Regions from separate parts of the Gossypium arboreum genome. Here region 1 is linked to region 2. A link is a contact called in public Hi-C data. All regions are on one chromosome and are shown on one strand. The core of a region is the stretch at or near the end of the contact, and the rest is flanking DNA. Distances in the headings are between cores, read along the strand shown.

What was found. A called contact is a pair of places that touch in the nucleus more often than the background predicts.
Region 1: a contact with region 2 is called in a Hi-C map of leaf, with 5 times the contacts expected there. The contact joins the enhancer-like site here to the promoter of LOC108466514 in region 2. A contact is called at or near these places in 3 of 5 Hi-C or Micro-C datasets (all in leaf).

The regions. Positions count from the first base shown.
Region 1 is chr10:102,222,850-102,226,579 of ASM2569848v2, forward strand. No RefSeq gene overlaps it. Among protein-coding and RNA genes, the nearest start is that of LOC128283287, 11 kb to the left of the region's middle. Within about 2 kb of position 1,477, at least 1 of the 2 cell types and tissues checked has an H3K27ac peak or open chromatin away from gene starts, as enhancers often do. A contact at or near this core is called in leaf, where this site is marked.
Region 2 is chr10:102,065,613-102,069,720 of ASM2569848v2, forward strand. LOC108466514 (divinyl chlorophyllide a 8-vinyl-reductase, chloroplastic) reads left to right here and starts at 1,809. Exons shown (of 1, transcript XM_017766883.2): 1 at 1,809-3,431. The coding sequence starts at 2,017. The coding sequence ends at 3,252. It overlaps LOC108470178, which reads right to left and starts at 1,544. Exons shown (of 4, transcript XM_017771443.2): 1 at 1,347-1,544; 2 at 1,116-1,253; 3 at 647-895; 4 at 1-421. The coding sequence starts at 1,418. The coding sequence ends at 164.

The sequences.
Region 1 (3,730 bases), core at 227-2,726, 160 kb after region 2:
TAAGTCGCCAAGAATAAGATCGTTTACTTGTAATATATTACTATGTGCGAATCTAAAGGTATGAGATATCTACTTATGCGAGTCCATATATGAAATATATGACAGTTTGTCAGGATAGTCTTGCATGTATGATTCCGCCAATAGAGGATTCACTCTTAAGAATCCGCCTACATGTGATATGTTTTTAAGGGTGGACCACTATGAATGGGTTATATGTTATTGTGAGATAGAGGCAAGATACGACGGTCCGCTAGGTTTGTCTATTGGATTGAGAAGAATAGATCTTCTTTATTAGTCCGTAACGGGGATCTTCTTTATGAAACTGTCAATATGTTTTGCATACTTGAGTCTGAAGCAAGAATCCTCATTGATTGTACTACGAATCTGAGTTTGTTAGGATAAGCTATTAATAGCAGTCTGCAACAACAATTGTTCGTCAAGATTTATCTTAATTGGTTATCGGGATTTATTGGTACAAGATGAGCTATGGGAGTTATCTATGAGTTTTCTTTCATAAGTTCTAAAGTAAGAATCCGGAAGGATTTCTTTTTAAGGAAGTAGATGCATGTGGGTCACAAAGACAACTAGTAAAGATAGAATTCACAAGGATAATCCGCCAAGAGGTCAAACGTTTATCTGCATTTTGATACTACAATTATTAAATCACATTAGTGAAAGCTTTTATGTGTGCAAGGCTTTGTATAGTCGAATATGAAATCTTTTGTTTTCAAGTCGTTAGTAGTTGACCAAATACAGACGAGTAAGATGAACTATTCTCTTTAATTCTACGAGAAAAAGGAAACCCCAGTTTAGCGATGACCTTGTCTACTTTTTCTTCTCTCAGCCTTGTCTTCACCAACGTCATAATTCACTGTTTATTCTCACGAATATATTCCTTCACAATACGATCAAACCTCGGATGACCAGCACCCTGACAATTCCAAAAAACGATATTACTGTCCATAAAAAAATCACTACTGCTCCTTCCTTAATCATGGATCTCCACCATGGACTTGGTTTCACTGGAAACTTCATCATCTATCAGCACCCATAGCATCATCCAAGCTATCTTCTTGTTGTTCCAGCCTATTAAGGATACCCTCGATAGCTACACCCATTGGTAATGCGCAATTCCTGTAGTCTTTAATTCAAACTCTCCGACACAGGATGTCCTTCCTAACATCCTTCGACTATACTGATTTTTGATTGACCCATCTGGACGCTACACTGCCATCCAAGTCAGTAGCCATATCCCCATTAATCGCATCTGGCCTCAAAGCCTCTTGAATCGCCATTTTTGAATTTCCCTCTACTGAAATAACAACATGATTCTTGGGGTTTAATTTTGTTTGTATCAGTGTAGCAATGAAGCCTTCCAAGCTTGGAGCTTGACTTTTGGGCTTACTTGGCCCCACCTTATTCAGCATTATGTCCTATCTTGCTAAGCTCACTCCATTTTTATTATTGTATTCCATTGGTCCATACAAAGACGAATGGCCGGCATTCCTTGTGGACCCATTTGCAGCCCAACCATTAACACTCCCAACAACACTTTTCCCGTATCCCTTCTCGGTCCATTATTATTCGCTGCAACATCCTTATGTTTCAGATTTAACCCAGAGCTGGCCTTCCCCGATTCTCTCCTTTATTGCTGTGTGTCCCTAAATTAGTGGGATTTTCATCATCCAAATTTGTTAGTATATAGGTGTCAGCGTTCGGTCGAATCGAGTGAGAATATTTCGAGTTGATGAGTCCTATTTTATCATCCTAACTAGATTTGAAATTTTTTTGAATCAATTCAAGTGAGATGAAATTCAAATCGAGTCGAATTGAGTGGAATTATTCGAGTTAAATTAAAAAATTAACCATGTCAAATTAAAATGTATAACTAATTTCATATTAGAGCACATAAATTTGAAACTATATATATTTGAAAACTTTTTCAAAGCAAAATAGTTGAAAAAATATTTTAGTATGATAAACTTAAACCATTAATTAACTTTTAAGTCCCCAAAATTATTATTCTAAAAATAATAATTTTTAACTTTCTTTATATATTTTTAGAATTTTTAAAAATTTTATAATTTAAAAAATATGAATTTTGGGATTTTTATAAATATTTTGAATTTTAAAATTATTTTGAATTTTTGAAAATTATTTTGAATAATTTTGTAATTTTTGTTGAGAGAGACCAATTTGTTCATTTTCAAACTTGATAGGGACCAAAAGAATATTTATACCAATAAGTTATTCGAATTATTTGAAATGTAAAATTCAACTTAAATCGAACTCAAAACTCAAATTACTTATTCAGTTTACTTGAATAATTCGAACAACTTGATTCGATTAACTCGAAATTCTATTTTTTTTAATTTTTTAATCGAATTGAGTTTTACTCATCCCTATTGAAATGTCAAATTTTGAATTTTTAGAATTTATGGCGAGACTCCTGCTTACAAACTTTGCATTCCTCCTTGCCGGTTGTCTTCCACGTTTCTCCACCACCATCCATGAACCAAAATCCTCCTCCTCTACACGCTGTTATATTGTTGGTTATGGTTCATTCAACACCTCTTGTCTAGTAGTCGCCATTTTATCCGTTGCCGTGGCTATAAATCTCTCCCTTGTATGTCCATAGTGTCCACAATTGTAGCAAATGTATGGGAGAGTTCATACTCCACCCTTTGCATATGGTTTTCCACACTGATCTTCAATACCAAAGACTTAGTCAAATTGACACACACTGCCAACCTAGCAAATTCACCTCTTGTTCTGTTTTCAGTAATTTAATATTTACCACTTTTTACATCAACTCAAACATTTATTTTATATGAATTTATATCTACTTTAGTAATAAAACTCTCAAGATTTCGTTACTAGTTAGATGGGTACTAATTCAATTGAAAAATATAAAAAAAATCATATTTAAAAAACAATATAACTATATGTGGTAAAAAATAATTTGACATTTCTTTAACTATTTCTTTTAAATTAGACAAAACTCCTAAAAAACTCACACATCTAAAAGAATTTAGGGTAAACTACTTGGTCACTCAACTTTTGGGTAGGTTATATTTTCATCACTCAACTTTAAAAAACTTTTAATTTCATCACTAACATTTTTAAATTTTAAAATTTTAGTCATCTATCGTTAAATACTTAAACCAGGAAGCTAACATGAGTCCTTTTTATTGACATAGTAACAAATTTAGCCCTTCAATGTTTATACATTTTTCAATTTGATTTTAAATCTAAAAGGTCAACAAATTTAGCTCTCAATATTTACAAAATTTGTCATTTAGTTCTAATTCTAAAAATTTAATAAATTTATACCTAAATATTTACAAAATTTATCAATTTAATTCTAGTTCTAAAAATTTTAAAATTAAAAATATTTTTAAAAATTTCATTTTGGATAAAAATAATAAAATGATTTTTAAAAAATCTAAAAAGCATAAATAAATTATAAATAAAAAACCAAAACATATTTATTAAATGTGAAGAGCCAATGCTGTCTGAGTTAAGCTTCAACCAAAGTGATTTTTCTTACTGGCAGGTTTTTAAATCAATAATGGTGAATGAAATGGAGGCTCATCTGTTTCTAGCTGAAGCTTTAGCTTCTCTTTCCTTCTTTCTTGATTGTTTTGCTTTTAAGGTCGACTTGATTTCCAATTCTTTATAATAATAAAAAATGTTTTAGAATATGTAAAAAAAAAACTGATATTTTTCT
Region 2 (4,108 bases), core at 559-3,058:
TTTTTAATCTAACATACAATGATTAATTTATCCATTTTTTGAGTAAAAGGGACAAACTATAATCTGAAAGGGACAAACTATAATCTGACTCTTAGTACAAAGACCTCTATGATTCTTTTACCTTATTCTCCCCATTGTTTAAACTGGTGCTTGCGAGCTTTGATTAGGCCCAGGGATTGCTTCTGGAACTAACAATGGATATCTGAACTTGTAAAACCTCATGAATGGCTCCTCGTTGAAGCACCCCCAGCCCGTCTAAATCGTCTTTTGACGATGCAAGATCTTCTAGAGAGAGACATCGAAAATGGAATTCATCCCGCATACGGAATCCATAGAACCATCTGCCGAGCTTCCACCATTTGATACAAATTTGGCGGTTTTTAATGTTGCTACTCTTGAGCGCTTCCATGACATCCGAAGCCTGCTCGGTATCATTCATAATTTTTTTAGTTCTAACATGTGTAGCATTAACATATCTAGAAATACAGATTCAAAATCTATAGAGAAACCATTATCTAAAAGCAGCCACGCTGGTTTAGCTTTCAGCCGCGCTTGTGACCATCTAAGAACACTAATTCCACGATGTAAACAAAACAAGCATACAAGAAAAAAATGCATGAAAAATACATAAAGCATGAAAAGTTACCGGCACTTTAAGGATGTTAAGGCAGTAATGAAGTCCAACCAGGTTAAGCAAAACATTCAGCTTTGGTTTGAGCAGCAACATTTGAACATCTTTAAACCCGAACCCCATCAATTTCAGGCATTCAATCGCTTTCAGATAGTCGTTGACCTGGATTGATTCGGATTGCAAACAATTTTCTACAAATTTAATAACCGAATCAGCTTGATCCTTCATCTCCTTGTGCTGCTTTATGTAAAATCCCCTCCAACCCTAGCATCATTTTTAATTTTTTTTTCTCAACAATTTTCATATCAATACAAACAATTGAATTTGCCTAACATATTTAATTACATGTATTTACTTCAACACTAATAGTTTCAACTTGAATGATAAACCGCAAAAGAACTCGAAACACCCATTGCAATTAAGCCAAAACCAACAATTCCAAAGCTAAATTACCATAAATAAAACTTAAAAAAAAAAAAAACACCTTGAAGTCGGGGTCTTTCAAGACATCTTCATATAAAAGAGGCCATCTTTGTTTAAATAAGGGTTCCCATAAACAATCGGAGCCCCATAAATCCCTCCACACCCGAGAACAACAACTCAAGCAGGAAAGATCAGTCACCTAAAAACCAGACGACCCGGAAACCATGTTTAGATTCCACCGATACCCAGAAAGAAGAAAAGAAAGGATGGAAATGAAGAGGAAGCAAATTACCGCAAGGGAAGAAGCAATTTTGAGAGCTACATCGTTTGGGATTGAACTGTATGTATAATCAGATTCATTCATGGTTTCTTTGTTATCGGCTAAAACTGAAAAATAAAAATTAATGATTGATAAAATAATTTTATTTTTGGTATGGGAATTTGTTTTCTTCTTCAAGTGAATATTGAAGTTAAGAATCAGATAGTTATACCTATTATTGACTCCTGTAATAACAATATGAATGAAACAGCGTCGTTTCAGCTTTCAACTACAAGATTTGTCCCTGGGCTCAAATGGTCTTTTTGGGCCTAATATTTATAACACTACATATACATATATAAAAAGGCCTTTTCATTTCTTGGCCACAGACAGCCCATTGGGCCCAGGGACTAAGAAAGAAAGTTTGAAAAGTTAAGGGGATGAAATTAATATTTATCACTATCTATGGAGAAAACGAGCAATTCTATATAATTCTTTTATCAGCTGGGGCTATCATCAATGTTATCCACCACCAATCTTCATTAGATTTTTCTTTTAGCTGGAGGAACTTTACTGGCCATGGAAACCTCCAATCTTGTTCATCATTCACCTCAAATGTTCCCACATTTTCTTTCCCTTTCTCTCTTTAATTTTGAGTGACAAAGACCAGTTTCCCCAGATTTCTCTTCTTAGGTAAAAGAAAATGTCACTTTGTTTATCTTTCAATGCCTTCACTGTTCACTCACCAAAGTCCCAAACTCACAAAACACGTTTCAGTTCTCAGTTCATCAATCAAATCCAGGTAAAACCAGCTAGTTTTACTTCAAAATCAATACCCTTTAATGTAGAAAGGTTTAAACTTGTTAAAGCTTTAGCAACAAAGCCTGTTGAAACAGCTGTATCAGCTTCATTTAGAAACAAGAACCCAAAAGACATCAATGTTTTGGTGGTGGGTTCTACTGGTTATATTGGGAAATTTGTGGTGAAAGAGTTGGTCAATAGAGGGTTTAATGTTATAGCCATTGCTAGGGAAAGAAGTGGGATTAGAGGCAAAAACAGCAAGGAAGATACTTTGAGTGATTTAAATGGAGCTAATGTATGTTTCTCTGATGTCACCAATTTCGACATTTTGGAGAATTCTGTGAAAAATTTAGGGTTTCCCATTGATGTTGTTGTCTCTTGTCTTGCTAGCCGTACTGGTGGTGTTAAGGATTCATGGAAAATTGATTACGAAGCTACAAAGAACAGCCTTGTCGCTGGTAAGAAATTTGGGGCTTCACATTTTGTGTTGCTATCTGCCATTTGTGTCCAAAAACCCCTCCTCGAATTCCAGCGAGCTAAGCTGAAATTTGAGGCCGAATTGATGAAAGAAGCCGAAGGAGATGACGGGTTTACTTACAGTATTGTTAGGCCAACTGCATTCTTTAAGAGTTTAGGGGGTCAAGTTGACTTAGTGAAAGATGGAAAGCCTTATGTGATGTTTGGTGATGGCAAATTATGTGCTTGTAAGCCAATTAGTGAACAAGATTTGGCTTCCTTCATTTCAGATTGTGTTTTGAAAGAGGATAAGATTAATCAGATTTTGCCGATAGGCGGTCCGGGGAAGGCATTGACACCACTGGAGCAAGGGGAGATGTTGTTTAAGCTTGTAGGGAAGGAACCAAAGTTCTTGAAAGTGCCTATTGGGATCATGGACTTTGCCATTGGGATTCTCGACTTCCTTGTTAAGATCTTCCCTTCAATGGAAGATGCCGCCGAGTTCGGTAAAATCGGGAGATATTACGCTGCCGAAAGTATGTTGATTTTGGATCCCGAAACCGGAGAATACAGTGCCGAGAAAACACCGAGCTATGGAACCAATACGTTGGAAGAGTTCTTCGCGAGAGTGCTGAGGGAAGGGATGGCTGGTCAGGAATTAGGTGAACAATCCATCTTTTGAAAGCTGATTGCTTCATTGAATGAACCAGTTTTGTATTAGAACATGACTTGAGGTATAAGCAGCTTTCCCTAACCTTAAAAAACATCTAAAACTAGTGAATCCCACATTGTATTTGTAAAGATTTTACCTTGGAAACTGCCATTGTTATGGAATATAAAGAATTGTTTCTATTGTCTGAATTGTGTGCAACATGAATGATCTTTTACTTCTATCTGTACCATCATAAAAACATGAAAACTTTTGTGTATTTTCTAAATGGAAGATGATATTCAAAGGAAATCAAGAAGGAAGAACACTCCAAGAAGCAAGAGACACACAATCAAAAGAAATCACTTTAGTTAATGTTTTTTTATCTTTCTCTTATAAATATTTTAGAGAGCATCATTCTTACACATTGTAAACACCTACTTTAAAGATAGTTCTTTTGTTTAAACCAAACACCCTTAACTTTGTACAAGGGAAATGTTTTCTAGTTGAGCCATAAAATTACGGTGGCTCTATCTTAGCCATTATAAAAAGATAAAAAAAGTTTCTTATCTTACCTTAAGTAAAATATAGAGGATTTAAAGAATATACATTGTTATTGAAAGCTAGTTATTCATATAGTGAATTAATAAAATCTTTAACGGGTACACCTAAAGTAGTGGAAGAAGACGTTCGAGGCTCAAGCACTGGAAATTGATTATATCAATCTTTTCTACTATTTTTCTTATTTTAGAAGAAGAATTTTAAAATCTCAATTTATCTCCTATTAATATTTTTGAACAAACAAAATTCAATAAATATCATAGTAACATCCCGATTTTCGGCCTAGTCGGAACAGTAATTTCGGGACCACAAATCCAAAATTGTAAAA